Regions from separate parts of the Drosophila melanogaster genome. Here region 1 is linked to region 2. The links are chromatin contacts, called in public Hi-C maps. All regions are on one chromosome and are shown on one strand. Each heading gives the region's core, a stretch centred on a gene start, on an enhancer-like site or on the middle of the called end of the contact. The rest is flanking DNA. Distances are from core to core; before and after follow the strand shown.

The links. Hi-C and Micro-C count contacts between places; a contact is called where the count stands out from the background.
Region 1: a Hi-C map of the Kc167 cell line shows a contact between it and region 2, with 3 times the contacts expected there. The contact joins two enhancer-like sites. A contact is called at or near these places in 1 of 107 Hi-C or Micro-C datasets (the Kc167 cell line) and 1 of 6 datasets of contacts at active chromatin or transcription factors (the Kc167 cell line).

The regions. Positions count from the first base shown.
Region 1 is chr3R:31,417,381-31,423,010 of dm6, reverse strand. The region is part of intron 2 of Gprk2 (G protein-coupled receptor kinase 2); the gene reads right to left. Among named protein-coding and RNA genes, the nearest start is that of PNPase, 15 kb to the right of the region's middle. Within about 2 kb of position 2,485, at least 23 of the 39 cell types and tissues checked have an H3K27ac peak or open chromatin away from gene starts, as enhancers often do. A contact at or near this core is called in the Kc167 cell line, where this site is marked.
Region 2 is chr3R:30,799,312-30,805,285 of dm6, reverse strand. wts (warts) reads left to right here. Exons shown (of 8, transcript NM_170524.2): 2 at 4,323-5,248. The coding sequence starts at 5,126. Among named protein-coding and RNA genes, the nearest start is that of wts, 4.3 kb to the left of the region's middle. Within about 2 kb of position 4,490, at least 13 of the 39 cell types and tissues checked have an H3K27ac peak or open chromatin away from gene starts, as enhancers often do. A contact at or near this core is called in the Kc167 cell line, where this site is marked.

The DNA.
Region 1 (5,630 bases), core at 1,236-3,735, 620 kb before region 2:
TGTATGTGTATTGCAAAGTTTCTAATGATTTTCGTACTTAAAAAGTATGATACTGGTGGTTTTACCAGCCACAATTGCAACCACTACTCATGCAAAACAATTGCACGAAAATGGTTTCTATTTAAATCTTTAAGTCTTTAAACACAAATAGAACAAGTACTAGCAGCTTTGAAACTTCCTAAAAGGGATTTCACTCTATGGGGGGGCTATTGCCATATTCCTCCTTTTGAGAATTCCTCATTCATTAGAAGTTTTGTTTTGTCAACACAACAATTAGCTGCAATTAAAGTTCGGTAACAAACTTTCGACCAATGACAAAATCAGGATTGGGCAACTTTCTAACTTGGCCAACAGCATAAGAGGGTCGAAATGCATTCGGGCTGGGAATGGCGGGGCATATGTCTGCCAGCTGCTAATCAGCAAACAGAGAAGACCACTCCATGTCCGGCTTACCAAGTGAGCCGAGACAAGTAAGGTATGAAATGTTCGTCGAAAAATCTCGCCGAGAATTAAAATTTGAGCAGAAGCTGAAGTTGAAGTTGAAGCTGAAGTTCGAGCTGGCAGTTGGCAGTAAAATGAAATAAATTGCACAGAATGCTGAATGCACATGAGTAGCGTAATATTTATGCAGCGGAAGCTTCGCAGCTCCAGAGATGCTTGGCTGCATTTCAATGGCGAGTGTGTAAACACCCTCCCAAAATCATACTCATACATACATATCGTTCGTCTGCACCCTAGCTGGAAAATAAGGGAGAATTCTTGCAAATAAACACAAAATGGGGGAAAAAATTCGAATAAATTAAAAGCGTGGGGTTATGCGAATAGCGAATGCCCCGCAAGTGGATTTTGAGTGCTCTGCAGGAACCTTTTGAGCTCAAGATCTTCGGGCTCAAATCCCGCTGGCATACCCTGCAAATACCCAGTGCATAAAAATAAGGAAACAACAACGGGCGAGCCAAATCTTTTGTATGCAGCACAAAAGAAGCGAAAGCAGCGAAAACCAAAGGCAGTCGGAGTCGAGGGAGCGACAGCCTGGCAAACACAAGTCAGGATAAGTTGCCAGAAAGGGCTAAGGACCCGAACCCGGACCAGTAACCAGAAACAGGACATCAAACTGTTCCTGAGCTGAATTTTTTCCGCTTTTTCGGTGGGAGTTGCAACTTAAATATTCCAGTGACGCCTTGAAGGAAAAGTCATTGGCCTTGCCTTATCCAGCTTTTCATGAAAAACAAAAGCGGAAAGCCAAAGGAAGCTGGAATGGATGGAAGCTCATTAGGTGCGAGCAATCAGCGATTGACTTGTATAACCCCCATGAAAATCGCAGACGTGTATAGCCACATCATATGATAATCATGTGACAATTTCGTTCTTTTGTGATTGCACTGGGCGTTGAGTCACTCGCGATTGTCCTATTGAAAAATACAATTAGAAGTGCGCGGCAACAAAGTGTCAGCGCAAAGAGTAAGACAAATAGCAGGAGTAGAGGGAAGACAAAAGCAAAAAGCAATCATTTGAAATCGCAATAAACTAGCTCCCCAATTTGCATGGTGCGAAAATTATCGAAGCACGACAAACGCAATTGGGCCATAGGCAGTCAAAGTCAAATATCCAATCCATGTAGATATGCACAGATTTCCGACGGAGTGGGTGTGCGAATCGCGGATGGCGGATGAAGGTGTGACTTCTGATGAATCACTTTCGAAGGCGCATTTATCTGAAGGTGTTATGTGGATCAAGGACTGCGCATGCGAAAAACTGGGCCAACAAGCCCACTGATAACGAATCGCAGACAAATTGATTTATTAACCTTTTCGAGCAATCAGATTTTAGTATTAGTATAATCACGAGAATTAAGAACATTTTGGCCATTCTTTTCCTCTGAATTCAGAAAGATGTCATAAAAACGCTGAGCTATAAAAGAAGTTTATTGGTTCTCTAATTTGGTCTAACTTAGCGTACTGACCCGAACCATTCGCTCCTGCTCCATATCTCCCTTCACGATCTCGATCTCGATCTGCGTAAATATTTATGGTCTTGACAGCCATACACGCATGACGCTGACTGTTCGCTCGCCTCATTTGATCGCCGCAATATGGCACTGGAATTTGTATATGCTTATTGTTATTGTTGCCGCTTTGAACAGTTCCATTCATTCGTGATAGCTGCCATACATTCCAGACGACTTCGCGTCAAGCCTTCCATTCATGCGGATTGGGGCGGAGCGGCCTGGGGGGGCGGGGCAGCGGCAGAGGCTCAGCGATTCTGTATTCTTTATTCTAATGGGAGACCTTGGATGAGTTGGGAAACAACTAAAAACGAAACAACAACGGCGGCGACAGATCCCCCGATGCTGATGATGATGATGATGATGATGATAATGATGATGATGATGATGCGGATGATGATGATAATGATATGGGGGGCTCCGTTCCAACCGCCGTGGTCCGCTTGCGAAATCGCCTTTGCGTTGTGATTTTCTCAGCCGACTTGTTTTCTATTACATAATAATGAGCGTAATTACATTAAAACGTAAACACGGCCGTGTAAACCGCAGCAAACCAAAAAATAATGGGCGCAATAAATAATTCGCTGCTGTTTTAATTATAACCATTGGCAAATGTAATTGAAAACGTTGTTGCTGGACGACGAGCGAGCTGCTATGAATAATTGGTTATTTAAATAAATATTTTTACGACATTAGGCTATTATTTTTAGTTCAGCGCTGAGTGTGAAAAAGGATTTATAATTTATTAGCATGCCAAGCCAGGTTTTTCATAATATTATTTCCAGCAGCAAGCTGAAGAATGGAAATAAATTGCTTTTTTAATACAATCCCCTTTTCCCCATTTAGCCCGCAAATCAAGCTGATCATCTGGTCTTGAACCTGACAAATTATTTGATTATTTGCTTTGGCCAGACAGACAGATATAAATACGGCGATGGCGGGCGGCTCCAATGGCCAACCCACCCACATACACATGGTAGCAATAATGGCCAAGGCTCGCGCTTTGCTTTGACCAAGTCCGCAACTTGGCTCCTACCACTGGGCTGAATAGGAGTGAATAAAATAAGGCCACCTGTGTCTACTCTTTCTGCCATTCTGTGTGTGTCTGTCAAACTTCATTTGAATACTATGACGATGTATTATTGACATTGTGTACATGTTTTAATTTGGCATTTGCCGCCGGCCCCGTTTTGCCCCCACCACCTGCTATTAATTCAAGGAGGAACGGCGAACAAAAAATAAATAAAATAAAAGCGGTTTGTGCTTGACGTCACAGTGACGTCATTTCGAATCGACAGCATTCACCACATCGCTGCATAAACATTCATTTAATCATTCCATTCCGAAGTGTCTAAGCAAGTCCAAGCGCCGCCTTGTCAGAAACAAGTTTTTTTTTTCCAAGCTCCCACGTGAGTGTTTCAATATTCTTGGACTTTCCAAGCGATACTTGTCTCCGAACAACAACCATTCAACTATGGCAGTTATGCATAGCATAAATCTTTAGAGTCCTTCGATTTCAAAAAACATACACACATACAATATGTGCTGAAAGTCGGAATCATTCAATTTATTTCCACACATTTCGCCCTACTTTCCGTGCAGCAGCGAAACACGTTGTATATTGAATATTAGACAACTGAAAGCTCCAATCACTCAAACTCACAATTTTCCGAATATTCGACCACCATTCGGCTGGTTTTCCGTTGCCAATTTTAATTTATTGATTTAAATGATTGAGATTTTCATCTGCAGTCGACTATTTGCATTTGCTGGCTGCACAAATACAAATAGCTTGTGCATTTGTTCCATTTTCCAGAAATACATTTATCATGTGCAAATATTAGGAGCGCCCGCTTTAAATATTCTTAAATAATATTTTATTACTGCCGCAGTTTTGTATGCCGAATCCGAATCGGAATCCGCTGCATGTTTACATTTCATTCGAGTTCGCAGAGCTCTTAATTTAGTTTTATTTCTGGCCATTTGCATTAATTGCTAGCGACGGCCGGCGCTTTTAATTGATTTTTCAACACAAAGTGCATGCGATTTTAATGGAAACTTGAGGCATTTTATTTTCAATTCAGCGATGTATCTCCGCCCGCCCGCAGCGCTTGTTTCTACTTATTTATTATTATTATTTTTGCGCATTATTACTAGTATTATTTTTTGGCACAAGGCTGCCGATTGCGTAAAAAGCTTGTCGTTGGCCATTGCTGCGGTTTTATGAATGACCGTTCGCCGGCCAAGTCGTTTGGATCTACATACATGAGCACAGCACACAGACCTCGTGTCGCAATTGCAGCTGATACAAAAAGCCAAAAAAGCCACGTCCGATTTGTATAAAACTCCGTCTCCTCCTAATCGAAAGCCAAACAAATCGGAAATCGATCGCCCTCTGCCTTTTGTTTTTCAAGTTTTACATTTATCAATCAGCGAAACAACAACAAGCATTTGTTTTTTTTGTTTTTTATTTTGTGTTGCATGCCATCATAAATGCATTGGGAGCACGTAAAGCGATTCTCCATCAGCACGATATCGAAATTTCCATTTCAATGTTCCCTAATGACACCAAGGTCCTCGTCGATGTCCCGATGTTGTCTCCTCCAAAATCAATGCGCTTCAAGGTTGAGGTATTTAAAACTATAAAAACAGTCCACTTCTTTGATCTCTTTTCCTGCCGCATTAAGTGTTACACAAGCTAATAAATGCTTTTAATTATTGTTGGAATATACTATTCAACCTACAAAAATAACGTTAAACAACACTACTTTATATTTGATATGAATGGCCACACCTTTTATGCCATAAAACATATTGTAAGAGAATACCACTCTTTTTATTCCTTCTTTCCTTCTTGTACGTTTTTGCTGTGAGTAGGTCGTGGTGCTGGTGTTGCAGTTGAAATAACTTAAAATATAAATCATAAAACTCAAACATAAACTTGACTATTTATTTATTTATTAAGAAAGGAAATATAAATTATAAATTACAACAGGTTATGGGCCCAGTCCATGCCTAATAAACAATTAAATTGTGAATTAAAGATTGTGAAAATAAATTGTGAAATAGCATTTTTTCACATTCTTGTGAAATAGCTTTTTTTTCACATTCTTATGAAATTATTTCCTTCTCAGAATTTGAGTGAAAAATGGACAAGGCTAAACGTAATATTAAGCCGTTTGATGGCGAGAAGTACGCGATTTGGAAATTTAGAATTAGGGCTCTTTTAGCCGAGCAAGATGTGCTTAAAGTAGTTGATGGTTTAATGCCTAACGAGGTAGATGACTCCTGGAAAAAGGCAGAGCGTTGTGCAAAAAGTACAATAATAGAGTACCTAAGCGACTCGTTTTTAAATTTCGCAACAAGCGACATTACGGCGCGTCAGATTCTTGAGAATTTGGACGCCGTTTATGAACGAAAAAGTTTGGCGTCGCAACTGGCGCTGCGAAAACGTTTGCTTTCTCTGAAGCTATCGAGTGAGATGTCACTATTAAGCCATTTTCATATTTTTGACGAACTTATAAGTGAATTGTTGGCAGCTGGTGCAAAAATAGAAGAGATGGATAAAATTTCTCATCTACTGATCACATTGCCTTCGTGTTACGATGGAATTATTACAGCGATA
Region 2 (5,974 bases), core at 3,241-5,740:
CACATATGGATATGAAATGGAAGAGCATATTCTTCATTAACCCACATAGGCAGAAGCCACTGTAGTCATAGCAGAGATCAACTTTGTGACAGTATGCGCGGTGTTGATGCAACCGTGGGCAGCAGCTGCCTCCGATTTGCATGTGACTAGAGTACACAATCAACGGAATGGGGAAAATCCGCGGGAGCAGAACAGTAAATGCACAGACGCAAGATGCAAATGCGAAATGTGGCACAAGTAACTGCGGCCCATTGTAATTTGTAATTAGAGGCAGCGCCGCCACTTCAATGTCAGTGCGACAATAATTTCTCAGGCGGCCCGTTTGTGCTCGCGAAAAAGCAAAAGCACGAAACACGAAGCACAAAGCAAGAAACGAAGGGGCGGGACATCGAGACCTCATCCTTTGTGGAGGCAGCCAGCCGAAAATTCATAAACTTAATTGCAATGAGATGCAGAATGTGTGTGACACAGCTATCTGTAGTTTGAATACTCTTTAGTAGCTAAAACTAGCAGCAACTTTATTGAATGGTTTTATACTTGCCATCAAAAGCAGACTTCAGTTCTACATACACTATTTTGTATAGAATGGAAGTAAACCATCGATTCTCTATCGGATTTCCAAATATTATGGTACACAGCTATGATATAAACAAGCCCACAAAACTTGCAACTGAAATCGAAGCTAAAGTCCAAAAAAACGACTCCGAAATGTGCAAAACTTTGTTGTTGCAGTCACTAGTGGGACGGACTACTACTATTACTACTACTACTACTGCTACTATTGTTGTTTTTGTGCTTGTTGGCGATGTTGCGATTGTTGTTTTTGCTTAAAACCAGCAAACAGCGGCGTCATCGTCAGCGACGCTGGAAAATCGCTGGGATTCCATTCACATTCCAGCATGCAATTCGCAGTGGATTATGTGAGTGTGTTGTTGTTTGTTGCTGCCTTTGTTGTAGCTGTTGTTGTAGTTGTGATAGTTGTTGTTGCTGCTGGAACAGGTGAGGCTCCATTGGCGTCGATCGTGTGCATTCCACAGAGCACACAGAGACACACACACACACGCGCGCGCATATAGCCAACGAGCAGAGAGCAGGGCAATAAATACCAATACAGTGGGCTGTTTTTGCTGTTGTTGCTCGCTTTTAAAAGTAAATGAACGATAAAACAAGAAAAGGAAGAGGAAGTTTGGCGCGGGGATTGTGACGACCATAGGGATACCCCGCAGAAAGTGTAGAACGCAATGGAGCATAGTGCTATATGGATTCCAGTGTAATCTTTAAACGATTAAACTCTTTTCAATGAAATGATTTTTGATACAAATAAAGTTAACGGATACTGAGCATCCTAGTTCCTAAGTCACATTGAAGAATTTTAGGCTATTTTCCCAAAGACCGTATATCCTAAGCTTGTGAGGGTGTTCGCTGATCTTGGGCTAATCCCAATGAAAATCCCCAACCCCCTGGAATTTTCCGCACCCCTTCTGCGCCCCTGTTTCGTTGCAATGCAAGTCGAGCGATGTTGACGACGAAAATGCAATTTAGCTCGTTTTTCTTGCTTGCTTCGATCCCCGCCCCCTTTTTGCCGACCACCTCCAGAGAGTGTGTGTGTGTGTTTGTGTGAGAGAGTGTATGAAAAAAGGGAAAACGAAACGAAAACAGAGAGATGGAGAGCGAGCGGGAGAAAGAGAGCAAGAGCAAAGGCGACCCAGCAGCAGCCGCCGACCCGCCCCCTTTTTTCCGCCTGCTGCCTCCCCTTTTCCGCCTCTGATCTTCTTCTCAGCAGGCTGTGGAATGCGCATTTTTGCAATAATAATCAGCAACTAATACTATTTTTATCTTCTGCCCTGACGCGTCGCACACTTCTTCGCCTGCCTGTGTGTGCGTGTGTGAGTGTTTGCCCCCTGCAGCGTGATTCTCTCTCTTCCTCTTTCACTCCCTCTCTCGCTCTCGCTCGCTCTCATTTGGAGGCCCGTAATTCCCTTGGGATTTCGGGATCTGTGGTTCATTACTACGCTTTCGTAATCTATCGGGTGATAAGTTATCAAAGTTGAAGGTAGATTATGGGTCAAAATCACATTTCTAAACAAATTAGTATAAACAACAGTCTATTTTCAGTGTGAAAAACACGTAAGAAAAACCAAGTGAGACTTTGTAGTTTCTGAAAAAGTAAACCCAAGTCAAAATGTGGTTACAAAATGGCAATTAAGTTAATCCCAAAGATACATGCAGCTTTTAGTAAATCTGTGTACACAGTGTAGTTCTCAGGTGATTAAACACCTTACAGGTGTCAAAGTAAACGCAATCTGAACAACGTAAATATGCAGTCCTAGTTTGCGAAAGTGATTAGAGTCTATTGCTCCAGAAAAGCGTTACACAGCTCGAAAAAAAGGGGTAAATATGAGTTCCAGAGATTTGGAAAATGTGTAAAACTAACGAGCCATCAACTATCTCAATTAATGCTAAATGTGAAATTCTGCCTAAGCGAAAATAGGAAATAAAAGCCATTTAGATATCGCTTTAGATACGAAGCGGCACTCGCCCTTTCATGTGGAGGCACAACTTTGGACGCAATTAAACAATTAAAGATTCCCATGGCGTAGCCGCTTAATAACGCATCTAAATCAAAATATTTCAGCAGAGTGCGTTGGAGGAGGGTGTGGAGAGGGGAAGGGGGGGCAGACTGGCGTGGATTGCAAGTGAATTGGATGTTTGGATTGTTAATTAGTTATTGGATACTACGAGCACACAATCCGGCCGTCTATTTGCGCAAAAATACTGAGCGGTATGCGTGGAATGCGAATGTTTCCCAACTTGGCACCAAAACATATCTACATATATACAAACATATAGCCACCATAGTTATATAGTCCGCCAGGGCCGATCTCTGTTGACACTCGGATTTGGCGCGTGGGGCCGAGATGTTTACCCACCCGGGATCCATATGCTCCGGCGACTTGTTATCATCTATGGCTTGTGTGCTCAACCCCGGCCAAATTCGCATTCCTTGGCAAAAGCTAATAGAGCGGAATTAAAGTAAAGAAGCAAAACAACAATACAATTTTGTCAACAGAATAATTAAAACTCATGTTTCGCCTTGCCATTTCGTGGCTCCCAGCTTTTTATGTTCGACTGAATTTACAGGGCAATCAAAACGCTGTTTGCGGATCAAGGCACCGAGTCATTAGTGTTTTTGGATGTCGGCAGATGTCCATGGCTCATTATCTCCGGATATATGTATGTACACATATTTGTGGACACGAGTGTGCTGCAAGGCATGTCAACTGTTCGGTGCGCCAACTTTATGAAGCCATCAATATGGGGGCACTGCTGTTCTAGGCCAACAAATATTCGAGATACAACCGACAATACAAAATGGAATAGAACAAATTCATTAGAATGCAATCGAATCTGTATAGTTGGATAGTATTCCCTCCTGCAGGGTATCATGCACTTCGATCAACCGCTGCGTTTCCCTTCCTCATTTGCACTTGGCACAAATTCGGCGAAATTCCGTGTTTGTTTACACATCTATCTGTCGATGGCTATTTCATAGTCAGGTGCGCACGCCACTCCCTCCGCTCCCCTCGAGCTCCACCTCCCCCCCCACACACACACACATATGGATACACGCATATAGTGTGAACTTAATGGTTCGTCATAAAATTGGGTTTGTTTTTGCGTTGCCGGGGGATTTTTGTTTCGTTTACATTTCCCCAGAATTCGAAACATGACATAAGAGCATAATTTATGTGCACCCCCACCTTTTCGCATTGCATTTTGCCCCCGATCTGCTGCAACTTGGTGGCAGTTTGGGCCCCAAAATCACTGGCAAAAGGCATGCAAAAGAAAGCACTTCCTCCACGAGTCGCGATGGTCATTACGAACAATGAGTGTGGATTTTCCGGCAGCTCTTTAAGACCCACGATCGGCGGTGACTCACGTCGCTGGCACTCGAATGGGCCGACAAACCCATCAACTGGACAACATAGTGCTGCAAATTTGGATAGATTTTTGAGCGGCGAGGTAGCTAATGTTTCTGAAAGATCCACTATGGAATTCCATATAAATAATGCTATTAAACAGAGATATATAATATATTATATTTATCATTTTCTCTTAATGGTTTCTCGGAACCACTGTAATCAAGTTCAGTTTGTGTGAACCCAATGAATTTGTCACTTTGGAGGCGACTGAAAAGCTTGATTCCATCATGTGGCATTTGGCATTTGGCATTTAGCATTTTGTATTTAACGTTGAGCGTGTGACAATTTTCGTTTGATCAATTTTCTCACCCGACTCCCCCGTCTTTCGTCTATTTTCAGCTCCAAGTTGGCCGCCATCGATTCGTGTGTAGGATCAATTAAGATTCCGAGTGGTCGAGAATCGGCTCAAATCAAATTAAAATCAACTAATATTTTGGTATTCAGATATTCAAATGGAATTCATTCATCGCCTGCGACTTTTATTCGGATCTGCCAACTATTTTTGAATTTGAATTGTGTGTCTGCGGCTGGCGCAGAATCTCTGATAAAGCAGAGGAATAAAATCGGAAGAACAACAAATACAAATACAAATGAAATGCGGGGAGCAGTATTTACATGCCAAATGAATGCTGGATAGGCGAAAGGGAGGGGGGTTTCTCTTATAATGCAAATGTGAATGTGAATGCGAATGCGAATGCGAGTGGAAGAATTCCCGGCGCGAGTGATAAATAATCCGACGACAAACAAAGCAGAAGCCTACACCGCGAGAAAGAGCAGTGCAAACACAATTATCTTTATTGAGAGCAACAATATCAAGATCGAGATAATAAAGCATCCTAAAACCCGCGCCTTAGTTCGTTGTAGTCTCGCCACAGATATAGATATTCAAAGGCAAAAAGGTGGTGTCGGCATCGCCAGACAAACAAGTAAAGCATCTATTTCATACAAAACAACCAATTAAATAATAATAAAAATAATAATAATCGTAGAGAGGCAGAGCCAAATCAAATTCCCGGCCGCCGATGTGCCCCAGTGTGTGTGCGTGTGTGTGTGTGTGTGCTGTGCTGTGCTGTGCGAGTGTTAGTGTGCGGAGCATTTCTGTGATATGAGTGCTAAATGCCACAGGGCGAAGCAGCAGCATCATGCATCCAGCGGGCGAAAAAAGGGGCGGTCGCCCCAATGATAAATACACGGCGGAAGCCCTCGAGAGCATCAAGCAGGACCTAACCCGATTTGAAGTACAAAATAACCATAGGAATAATCAGGTAAATATATATATTGTGTAACATAGCTTGATATATATGTATGTGGGGTTGTTTCTTCCTGGTTTAATCAGTACCTCTTATCACCGCAAATTCTTTAGCAAACTGCAAAAGATTCACTACAATCAGTGTGGCATAAATTTGCATGCATTTGCTAGTATGTTATGCGAATCAGATTGTAGATCTTATCAAATGATGAATGGGTTGAATACAGATCTTCCATTCAGTTAACACAACAGCAGTTGATAAACCAAAACTAGATATGCGAACTATCAGTTTATTCACAAGTTCTTGAGACTTAATTCAAATTGAAGCATAGCATAGATTCGATTTTTAGTCGTTTTCCAAAAGTATCTCCACATTTGACTCACCCGAATGCTCGATTCGAGCTGCAGAACAGGCTTAAGGAATTTAAATAACCGTTTAGCTTCGTGCCACTCAGAGCTCATCATGGTAGATCTCGGCTTAGTCCGGCTCCATGCTACTTAGGATCGTCTTGGCTCTCGCGTGGAAGTTATGCCATTAAACGCTTATCACGGTTTTTATGGTCGGTCGACAAATGATGCGACAACCACAAGACGACACAAGGCAGGCAAAGAAGACAACTATTAAAACTAACTAACAACCAGATAAATGCCAGCCACAAAGGAACAATATACATATATCTTTCGAAAAGAGTGGGTGCTTTTCGTTGCGAGACGTGGAAACGTGTGGATACTTCATTTTATA